Regions from separate parts of the Sus scrofa genome. Here regions 1 and 3 are each linked to region 2. Evidence: chromatin contacts called from public Hi-C and promoter capture Hi-C data. All regions are on one chromosome and are shown on one strand. Each heading gives the region's core, a stretch centred on a gene start, on an enhancer-like site or on the middle of the called end of the contact. The rest is flanking DNA. Distances are from core to core; before and after follow the strand shown.

Region 1 (3,519 bases), core at 274-2,773, 330 kb after region 2:
TAAATTCCTGATCAACTCTTGTTTTCACCCCTTAGTAAAAAACAAAACAAAACACAAAACTCTGAAGGCTAGGAGAGGGAAAGGCATGGCTTAGAGGGTTTTCTTATTGTTGGAGGAAAACAGGCTATAGGTACCCTTTTTTTAGCCTCATTCCGGAGGGCTCCCACGTGTCAGGGGTGTGCAAAAGGCTCCCATGTGTCAGGGGTGCGCAAAACCATGCAGGAGGAATCTAGTACCACTCCTTCCAAGGCCAGTGCTGGTAAAGGGTGCGTTTAGTTTACCCTTTTCCCCTTCTTCAATCCCTCACAGATGGTCAGCTTCCCGATCCAAGTTTTACTTGAGCGGCCCAGCTCTACCAAGCACACCCAAGTACACGTCTGCAGAGTACGCAGGCTCCCGGTGGGAGAGCTGTGATGTGTTCGAACAGCGATCGCGTGCCAGTTAGGCTGGGGTCAGTGATCGGGCAGCTGTCACCCCAAAGCTACTCCCAAAGTGGACAGGTGGGCATGGGGGAGGGTGGACAAGGTGTAAACTTTTGTTGTTGTTGTTGTTAAAATAAGAGAGATGCCGCCTGCCTCCCAGCGCCTGCGAGTGGTTTGGAGGATAAGGGAGTTTCAGGTCGCCGGGAAAAGTGCGCAGCTGGCACCTGAGCTTACCTTGCAGGGAAACAGGACTGCCGAGGCCACCTTCTCCATAGCCAGGTTCCTGATGCTGGGCGTCAGGGCGCCCCTGCACGTCGGGCAGCAGCTCAACTTCTGGCGGCATTGGTTACACACCAGGTGCCCGGCCTGGCACTGCAGGATTGGGGGCAAGACATAGTCAAAGCAGACCGGGCACTCAAAGAGCGAGGTCAGCTCGTGGTGCTGCGGGGACACCGGGCCAGCCCCGCCGCCGCCTCCGGGGCCCGAGATCACCGCCGCCGCGGCGGGCACCGCGGACGAGCCGGGGCCCGCAGCCGAGATGGTGGCGGCGGCCGGGGGCGCAGCCGGGGACGGAGCGTGCTGGGGCTGCGGCGGCGGCTGCTTGTTGCAGGGTTTGTTAGCGCTGGGGCCGGTGGAGGACGGGCGGCTCATCGCGCTCTGAACCAACCATGGAACTGCGGGCGCCTGCCTGCCGCGGGGCCGCCGGGGTCAAGGCGGTGCGCGCCCCGCGGGCGGCGGGCTCCGGGGCAACGCCACCGCGCCCAGCCCAGGACCAAGCAGTGAAGACAGTCGGCGCCGGGCAGGCGGGGGACTGGACCACGCCGACGATCTCTGCGGCCCCGGGAGCTCCGAACTCCCCTCCGCACCCCCAGACTCCTCCTCCCCGCGGCGTCGTGGCCCCAAAGCCGAGCTGTACGCAGAACCTCGGCCCACCCGCTACCGGAGCAGCAGCTGACGCAAGCCCCGGGGGCGCGCGCGGACGTGACGCCTGGACACGTGTGAGGCCGCCCAGGCGCGCGGGGACTGGCGGAGCCACCCTGCGCTGGGGCGCCGGCTCCGCCCGACTCCAGCTGGCAGCGCCGGGGGCCGCCTAGCGCGGGCGCTTCCTGCCAGGGCTGCCGGCCCGGCCCGCGCCAGTGAGCATGCCCGACTCGCCGCCGCCGCCGCGCGGGATCTGCCTTTCCGGGTTGCGGAGGGGGCCGCCCTTCAGAAAGGCGTCGCTGAAGTCCTTTAGCCACACCCCGGGGAGACACGCTGACGCGTCCCGCGGGCGCAAACCAGAAGGGCAACTTTAGGCGGGGCTGGGGCTTGAGTGGTGGGCGGGGCGGGACGCGGGCGTCCTTGGACTGGTCGGAAAAAAACGAGAGGTTAGTTACGCTTTCCCGGGTTGAGTCAGCAGAGAGCTGAGAAGGCGTGCGGCGCCGCCAACCTGGCACTTAGGATGGAGCTCTGGGTCGAGACACGGAGCTTTAGGCATGGAGCAGGACGAGGGGCTTGGATCAGGTCTGCAGCGGCGCAGGATCTAGCGCTGGGCGCTTAAGGATGTGTTTGAACCACTTCTTGGTCCTGCTGCCTAAGGCGGGGAGGAGGTAAACTATTCCTGTTGTCATCTGACCTGCCGAAGCCTTCGTTGAATTCAAAGCATCTGACTTGCTGGCAGGCCCGGGAGGCAGTTCGTGGTCAGTGTTTGCTAAAAAGAGAGTTCGAGATTGCCAGATTCTAGGAGTGCCAGAAATGTGGCTTGGGTCTTGAAACACGCGACGACAGTGGGTGACCCCCTCCAATACAACACAGCCTCATCTTTGAGACCCGTCAGAAGTGCACAACTTTGATGCAAGATGTGGGTACTCGTTTTGCACGCCAAGCCGAAGCCTTAGAGAAGGGTGGTAGCCTGGAGGGAACCACGAGTTAATGTGTACTGAGTTAAATTGCTTTTCTGCTTACTTCGAGCCCCTGACCTTGGAACTGGGGGAAGGGGCTACGTAGCTGGGAATCAGGCGATTCCTTGCAGGAGAGACAGTGGTAAGGAACAACAGTCAGGCCTGGGTGAAGAGCGGTGTCCTCCGCTTACCATCTGTGTGACTTTGGACAAGTTCTTTATTTCTCTGCGTCTCAATTTCCTTATTTGAAAAAGTGGAATAAAAACAGTACCTCTCTAGGAGTCCCTGCAGTGGCACACTGGGTTAAGAATTCCACTGCAGTGGCTCCCGTGGCTGGGGAGGTGTATGTTTGGTCCCGGTGGGGCAGTGGGTTAAAGGATCCTGTATTGTCCTGCTGCATCCTAGGTCGCAGCTGCAGCTCGGACTCAGTCCCTGGCATAGCATAAAGGATGCAAGGGTGCAACGAAAAAAAAAAAAAATCACCTACAGCCACCGTAAACAAAAAAAACAAAACCCCAGTGCCTGTCTTATAGGTGGGGTGGTGAGGGTTAAATGAGTTTGACTTATGCCAAGAAACTGGCCCATCATAAGCACTGCTTAAACGTTAGCTGTTATTATTTAAAAATGTTATTAGTGAATTTTACCGTTAGTAAATATTAGTGAATAAAACTTGTCCAAGAAATACTCTATTAGAGCCCAGAAGAAAGTTTAATCTTATACAGGGTATCTAGAAAGCCTACGTGCTTGAATTGGTGGAATTAATCTAAATCATGAAAAAAATTAATAGATGTGATGTCATTCAATCATTCAGTAGATATTTCCCAAGCATTTATTATGTACCAACCACTGTTTGGGCTCTGAGAATGGTTCTCCTTCAGTCTCATTTCTAGTAAGGGAGCAATGCCAATAACCAAACACTTTTGGAAGATTTCAGAAGAACAGGTGCCATGGGGTGGGGATGAAGGCATTGTAGCAGCAGCTAAAGCAAGATGCACTGGGGCTTGGTTAGGGGGGCAGTGGGGATGGTGCATGGGAGTCTCAGTTGGCCTGATAAGACCTTTATCTCAGTGACAAGGAGTAACCCCTGTAGGTATTTGAAAAGTGCTGTGAGGTGGTGGCTGAATCTGGGTTTTTGGAAGGATGCTCCAGGGGAATACAAAATAATAATAACTGATATTTATTGAGTGCTCACTGTGTATGGGGCATGACTGGTTCAA
Region 2 (3,717 bases), core at 495-2,994:
GTAGGTCACAGATTCGGCTCAGATCTGGCATTTCTGTGGCTGTGGCATAGGCCAGCGGCTACAGCTCCGATTGGACCCCTATCCTGGGAACCTCCGTATGTCGTGGGTGCAACTCTCCCCCAAAAAAGAAGTAATCAATAATTTTATGTAATAAGGTAATATAATGGGCCAAAGAGGCATACAATATTTATTTTTCCAAATGCCACACACTCAACATCACCCATTGATGATGGTGCTTTTAACAATCTGGTAAATCAATCCAAAATCAAATTAAGTTTTTATAAATTCATATTGGATGTAACCAGTTGATCTTATTGATGGAAAACAGTCTCCAGCAATTACTGAAATTACACATTTCAAAATGAAACATTCTATTAGCTATCTCTGCCACAATAGCAGCATAATGTTACACTTTGTTCCTTTATTCCCCCCCCACCCCCTTAAGAAACAGGGATGTTATTATGTGGTCTTATTTCACATCCTGTCTTCAGTCACTTGGGTTTGGAGGGCATGGTTTCTACTGGTAAATGACATATCTCTGTATTTTATTTACAACTGAGGGCCTTAAAAAAAACTGTAAATTTTAATTATCAGAACATTCTTAGGGATAAAAAGTATTTTTATTCTTCAAAAATTAGAGAACTGAGTACAATGATTAACTGATTTATGTCAGTCATCATGAGGAAATTTTGATTTACATCAAGACATCTTAGATTTTACCTAAATGATGTATGTCCAAAGTTCAAGAGTCCCCTTCCTCACCATTTTTTATCTGTTTATAAAAATGGCCCTTACCATTTTCTTCTACCAGAAAGGAACTAAACGGTGATAAATTCTCCACTACTTTCATAGCTACTTCTGGACAGGAAAGGGTGCTTTCTAACGTTTTCTGATTGTTCATGGCCCAATCCAAACCATCTAACACTCTGGCTCCTACTAAGAGTTTTAGAATAAACAAAAGAAAGAACTACAACTATTTAACGCAGTAGGTTCTACATTTATGGAGCCCATAAGCTGATTTCATGCTGAAAGTAAAAACAGTCTCAAGATGTTTAAATGAACTCTTCGATGCTGGAATCACAACAAACTCAAGAAAATTAGGAATATGTTGGTAACCTCTAATCTTTTTTTAAACTGACCTCAGCCTGGGCAAGTAACCATCTTCTGATGCCATTGCCTGAGACAGAATTTCTGGCTGAAAGATCCTTTTTCTGACTCAGTCTGGCTTGCTATTCTTGGTTAATCATCCCCATTTCTCTCAACATTTCACTCCTCTGACTATAATAGATAACATTTATTTTCAGGAAAGACTTTTTAGGTGATTCGGTTCCTCCAGCCGCCTCCCTCTTTATTCTAGTTAAATACCCCAACCCCCATTCCCATCACCTTGTTTCACTAAGATTTTGCTAAACATTAGACACAGTAAGCACATGATCTCCAGTCTTCCAGTGTCTTGGAAAAAACTGATATAAAAACATTCGATTGGCGCGGCTGGAAGTTTCTCTAGGCTTGGAATTTTAGAGTTTTTAGTTGTTCAACTCTTAAAGACCGAAAGAGCAAAATATAAAAAAAATTTTTAAATAAAAAACCGCTCCCCTTTCTTAACCTTTAGCCCCGCCCATTGCCCCCCCAGCCTCCACGCGAAACTGCAGGAAACCGGAGGAGGCGGGGCGGTGACGTCACGACGCCGGTGCGTCACGGAACGGCGGCTGCGGCGCTGGCGGTGGCTGCGGCGCGGCGGCATTTTAGTCGGCAGCAGCGGCGGCAGCAGCGGGGCTGCTGCTACTCCCAGCATCCTTGGCGCGGCCATTTCAGCCCCATCTTGGCCGAGGGGAGGGAGCTGCAGCCGTCGCTTCAGCAGTTTGAATTTCAGTTTCTCCAGGACCTGCGAACTGGGCGCACCGAGGAGAAGCCTAAGAAGCTACCGCCGCTACCTCACACAGCTGGAGCGCCGCCGCTCGCCGGCTAGCCGGCCGCCGCCCCTCACTCTCTCAAGAGCCGCGAGGGGAGGCCGAGACCGCCGCCGCCGCCCGCCTGCGGGGGTGGCTCCCCCTGTGTAAGGGGAGGACCGAGCCGGCTTTCTCCTCCCCCGGAGCGGGTTTCCGCCAGAGACGGTCGACATGTCCCTGGGGTTGAGCTCCGGCTAGAGCCGGGGAGGGAGGGCCGCCCGCCCGCGCCGAAGCTCCGCCGCCCGCCCGCGGCGCCTGGCTGAATCAGGAATCCCGGCTCCGGACTCGCCACTCTTTCTCCGTCCACCCTCGGCGTCCGAGAGCTCGGAGCTGACGCCGGCACTGGCTCTAGGAGCCGGAGCGGGGCAGCACCGCCCCTCACGCCGCCGCCGCCGCCGCCGCCTCCTCCCCTTCGCCCTCCCACTCCCACCCCCAGCCAAGGCCTGCTGACCGCGCCGAGCGCCGAGCTGGACTGACCACGGCAGCCCGGAGACAAGAGGAGGAAGCAGCCGGCCCGCCCCTGGAAACGCGCTCTCGCCGCTACTGGGGGTATTGAATTGAGGCGCCGCGGCTGCGGGAGGCGAGAAGGAAGGAGGAGCCGCCGCGCGAGTGAGACCCGGGCAGAGCCGGAGAAACCGACATCGAGAAGGAAACGGGAGGAGGATGTCTCACCGAGCAGCCGGTGCCCAGATCAGCCCGTGACTCGTAACAGCGTCGGGCCTCAGACCCCGGTGCGGACCCGGACTTTGTCTTTGGGGGCCGGTGCTCTGCCCTTCCTGGTTTCCGGCAAGATCGCAGAGGAGCCGCCGTGCCACTCTGCTCTCCAGCCTTCCTCACCATGTCCAAGATGCCGGCCAAGAAGAAGAGCTGCTTCCAGATAACCAGTGTCACCACGGCCCAGGTGGCCACTAGCATCACTGAGGACACTGAGAGCCTGGACGACCCGGACGAGTCACGCACAGAGGACGTCTCCTCCGAGATATTCGACGTTTCTCGGGCCACGGATTACGGGCCCGAGGAAGTCTGCGAGCGCAGCTCCTCCGAAGAGACGCTCAACAATGTTGGGGATGCGGAGACCCCTGGGACCGTCTCCCCCAACCTCCTCCTGGACGGGCAGCTGGCGGCCGCGGCGACCGCTCCCGCTAACGGAGGAGGAGCCCTTTCGACCCGGAGCGTGGCTGGGGTGCTGGCCAGTACCCTGGCATCGGCCGCCACCTCGGCCCACTCTTCGGGGGCCCCCGGCGTGCCCCCTGTCGCAGGCCCCTCCGCCGGGCCGGGGACTGCCGCCCCATCGCAGCCCCCTACCACTTGTAGCTCCCGTTTTCGCGTGATCAAGCTGGACCACGGCAGCGGGGAGCCTTACAGACGCGGCCGATGGACGTGTATGGAATACTATGAGCGGGATTCCGATAGCAGTGTCCTGACTCGGTCCGGAGATTGTATTAGGCACAGCAATACTTTTGACCAGACTGCGGAACGGGACAGCGGCCTGGGCGCCACCGGAGGATCGGTGGTGGTGGTGGTGGCCTCCATGCCTGGGGCGCACGGGCCCGACTCGGGAACTGACAGTTCCTTGACTGCTGTGTCACAGCTACCCCCGTCGGAGAAAATGAGCCAACCCGCCCCGGCCCCGCCGCAGAGTTTTGGCGTTGGGCAGCCGCAGCCGCAGCCGCAGCCGCCGCCCGTAGGTGGGGCTGTCGCTCCAAGCTCGGCTCCGCTGCCGCCGTTCCCGGGAGCCGCTGCCGGGCCGCCGCAGATGATGGCAGCC
Region 3 (3,690 bases), core at 1,167-3,666, 450 kb before region 2:
CAGGCACCGACCGCCCCCCTCCCCGAGGAGCTGCGGAGGGAGGACGCGGGGACGGCGATGAGGGACAAGCCGCGGAGCGCGCCCTACCCGGCCGCCCGCCCGCAACTGCGGGGCTAACTAACCAGCGGCACGATGCTGCGGAGCTGCTGTGCCGGCGGCAGCGTAGACTGCTTCTCACCGCGGCTCCCTAAGCACTCCGCGGTCCCGGCGGGGCGTGCGCGCGCACGTGCGTGCGATCCTTCCGCGGCGTCCTGACTCGGAGGGTCCCAGGAAGGGAGGGGGAGGCTGAGGGGGGCGCGGAGGGATACCGTCGGGACAATCACGGCTGCCACGTGCTACCGGCAAGGTCTGGGTTTTCCGGGATCGTTGCGGGTGTGTAAGCCTAGGACCCCGAGCCTGGGGAGAGGGCGTCTCCTCCGTGGCAGTCAGCACCTCAGAGACAGCAGCGTGTGGGACGCCTCGGAGTCTCCGATATTGGACCGTGAAATGCCTCTGTTCTGCGTCCGGAGGCTCGGAGATGCGGAATCTTGAACCTTGGTGTCGGATTTCAGAGTTGCCCTGGTGACGGGATGCGGAGCGTTTATTCCTCTTTGTGATGGGGGCCGCTGGTGGCCGGGTCGCCCACGCTTATGTTAGGTGTCCCCAGAGGGACCCTCTTCCCTGGACTCCTCTGCCTCTCAGCCATTAAGTCTGCCAAGCGGCCGCGCTCGGACAACCTGAAATCAGAGCGGATGTTCCTGGCTTTGAGGAACATTTCTGAGCTTTGACGATCTTTCGTCGTTTCTAATTTGGGTATCAGGTGTCTCTCATTCTGTAGATTCTTTGACAAAAAGTACCCTCTTAATTTTGCTAATCATGTGTGGCTGAATTGCTTGTAAATTCCGAACAAAACAAATAGCAACCTATGTAAATTATTGGTTGGTAACAGGGAAAGTTACTAATGGGTCGAAGACATCCCTGAGTTGCAAAGAGCTTTAAAATCTAAGAAAGGGTTTACTGGATGAACAGGTCATATTTCCGTTCTCGACGGGTAAAATAATTTCAGGACCCAGATGTGATAATGACTTTTATTTACAAGGGAAATCATGGGTAGAGTCTCTGAGAATCTCAAATGGTCTTTATTAACCTCTGGGCGCTATGACTAGAAGAGTAATTAGGAGACTTCCTACACAACTTCAATTTTAAATGAGCAAAACGACCTGTAAACCAGCGAAAGAGCGTCTAAAAACGTTGAAAAGTTGATTTTCAACTTTATAAAATTATCCTGTAAGGTCACAACTTGTGACAGGAGGATTAAACAGGTGTAACTAAGAAGACGAATGTTGCTAAGCAATCTAATTGGTTCTGAAGCTTGTATTTTTTTTTCCTACTGTTTGCTTTGAAAGGTACAACTCCTGCAGAAAGGGAAGCACAGTAAGAGAACCCCCAAGTGAGGTTCCATTCAGATTGAGACAATGAATTCTCTCATATTCTTATGTTACAGAAAATTTGTTTTAAAATGTGTCAAAAATTGTTCCGTGTTTGCAAGTGTGCCTCTCACTTGATTTACACTCTCATTCTTGTTTACTACTTTTTTGTGGTGGTCGTTGATGATTTTAATCCTTCAATATTACCAGTTTATCAACTTAAAAGTTAATAGCAGTGTGCTGATAACACAATATTGTCATAGTAAGAATTTGTCAAGCTCCACACTTATGATTTGTGCTTTGTACACATCATATAATTCAATAAATTTAAATAGTAAAGGTAATGAGAGAAAAGAAAAACGATGATAGTTTGAAATTGACTTTTATTAATCTACTCTGAAGTTTTTAGGATTTAATTTTTAGACTATAGCAAAGAGATGCAAATAACTGCATTCCATTGTTTCTTTTACTGTTATCTTTAAACAGCAAAAGGATTACACTAATTGGATGTTCTGGATATTCAAATCTCAAAACATTCTAAAACACACTGGGTAAAACAACAACACTGGGTAAAACATAAGAATTTTTTTTTTTTTTTTTTTTTTTTTTGCTTTTTTGTCTCTTCTTAGGGATGCCCTCATGGCATATGGAGGTTCCCAGGCTAGGGGACTAATTGAAGCTGTTGCCGCCAGCCTACGCCACAGCCACAGCCACGCCGGATCTGAGCTCCACTGCGACCTAGACCACAGCTCACGGCAACGCTGGATCCTTAACCCACTGAGCGAGGCCAGGTATCGAATCCTCATCCTCATGGTTCCTAGTTGGATTTGTTTCCGCTGTACCATGATGGGAACTCCAACATTAGAGTTTAGAGCTCCTATAATCATTTTTCAAAATATAACATTTTTAAATTATTGTTCCACTTTTCCAACAGTGTTCTTTTCCACAATTGCATACAATAAATTTTATTTGTTATACAGTAAATTTTAAACAACAATGAAAAATAAATCTGTGTTAAAGACTAACTGGGTTTTACAGTTTACATTTTGAGATGATATATTCAAAGAAGTTCTACTGTCTGTCTCTTTTCAGTACTATAGTAAAAGAATCCTGTGCCTGTTTTCTTTACAGCCAGCTTAGGCCCACGCTGCCTCATTTTCTGTTTGTATGCAATGATCTGTCTCTATTTCATATAATATTGCTAACCACAAAGTGTTTCAAAAGGTATAAGTAGAAGTGAGTTTTAGGATTAGCAGTATAAGTAACTTAAGTCCCAGAGAGTATCAGTATGAGAAAATGTACTAATTTGTATCTCTCTCTCCCGTTTTTCAGGGTAATTGATCCCTGCAGTGATAATAGTGATGTCTGGGCAGAAGTAGACAAAAGTCAAAACTCTGTTGTTGATACAGATATCCAGATGTAGCTAATAATAATCATAGCTTATTTAGATGTGGAATGCATTATTATGCATTCTTTCAAAAAATATTTTATTCTTATTTAGGAAAACAGTAACTATGTGTTAAGCCAGATTCTTCAATGTATCAGTCAAGGAGTGGCTGAGCCCATTTAAGTCCATGTGCACACCATTTTAGCAAAATACCAAGAAACAAGAAGTTCTGATTGTGAAGATGTAATCAACCTGATAAACACTGGGGTAGGAACTGAAACTATGGAGAAACAGTAAAACACTAATTAAGACCACTTCAAACCTTTAATTAACTGAAATTAGGACTTTCAACTTCATTTTTTAAAAATGTTTTTGTCTAGTATGCAATCTGTCCTTTAATTTTTCATTCATGTGGAATTTTATATGTTCAATTTCTATTCTTTTGGTGTTACCCTGGAAATTTTACCATGCATATTTAGTAGAACAAAGCTTTAAATTAAATAATATCTTAAACCCCCTAATCAGACAATCTGAGGACCTTAGAACACTTTAAGTCTGGTCACACCTCTGCAGACTATTATTTTACAGAGATGTTTACACACATGTATTTATACATTTCCTATTTTACTCACCATTTCATATCTCAGACCATCATTCTATGATCATTTTTTTCTTGCTAAAGTAAATATTTAGAAGTTCTTTTAGTGGAGGTCTTTTGATGGCAAACTTGCTGGTTTTATCTAAAAATGTCTTTATATTACTTTCACTTAAAAAAAAATAGATTGGATTTACAGTGTAAGACCGACACCTTGAAGATATTATTTCATTCATTCTGATTTTCATCATTGCTCCTGTGCCTTTATGGATGGTCTGTGCTTTTTCTCTGGGTACTTTGAA

Evidence for each region. Promoter capture Hi-C pulls out the DNA fragments that hold promoters and counts their contacts. A called contact is a pair of places that touch in the nucleus more often than the background predicts.
Region 1: a promoter capture Hi-C map of fetal liver shows a contact between it and region 2, with 4 times the contacts expected there. The contact joins the promoter of SIAH2 here to the promoter of TSC22D2 in region 2. A contact is called at or near these places in 1 of 5 promoter capture datasets (fetal liver), 6 of 47 Hi-C or Micro-C datasets (alveolar macrophages, fetal heart ventricle, heart right ventricle and 2 more) and 2 of 2 datasets of contacts at active chromatin or transcription factors (alveolar macrophages and skeletal muscle).
Region 3: a Hi-C map of embryonic fibroblasts shows a contact between it and region 2, with 4 times the contacts expected there. The contact joins the promoter of PFN2 here to the promoter of TSC22D2 in region 2. A contact is called at or near these places in 2 of 5 promoter capture datasets (fetal liver and liver), 8 of 47 Hi-C or Micro-C datasets (embryonic fibroblasts, epiblast stem cells, fetal heart ventricle and 4 more) and 1 of 2 datasets of contacts at active chromatin or transcription factors (skeletal muscle).

What each region holds. Positions count from the first base shown.
Region 1 is chr13:90,970,015-90,973,533 of Sscrofa11.1, forward strand. SIAH2 (E3 ubiquitin-protein ligase SIAH2) reads right to left here and starts at 1,524. Exons shown (of 2, transcript XM_003358611.4): 1 at 657-1,524. The coding sequence starts at 1,073.
Region 2 is chr13:90,638,751-90,642,467 of Sscrofa11.1, forward strand. It overlaps TSC22D2 (TSC22 domain family protein 2), which reads left to right and starts at 1,745. Exons shown (of 3, transcript XM_005652407.3): 1 at 1,745-3,717. The coding sequence starts at 2,788.
Region 3 is chr13:90,183,562-90,187,251 of Sscrofa11.1, forward strand. It overlaps PFN2 (profilin-2), which reads right to left and starts at 2,417. Exons shown (of 3, transcript XM_005654030.3): 1 at 1-2,417.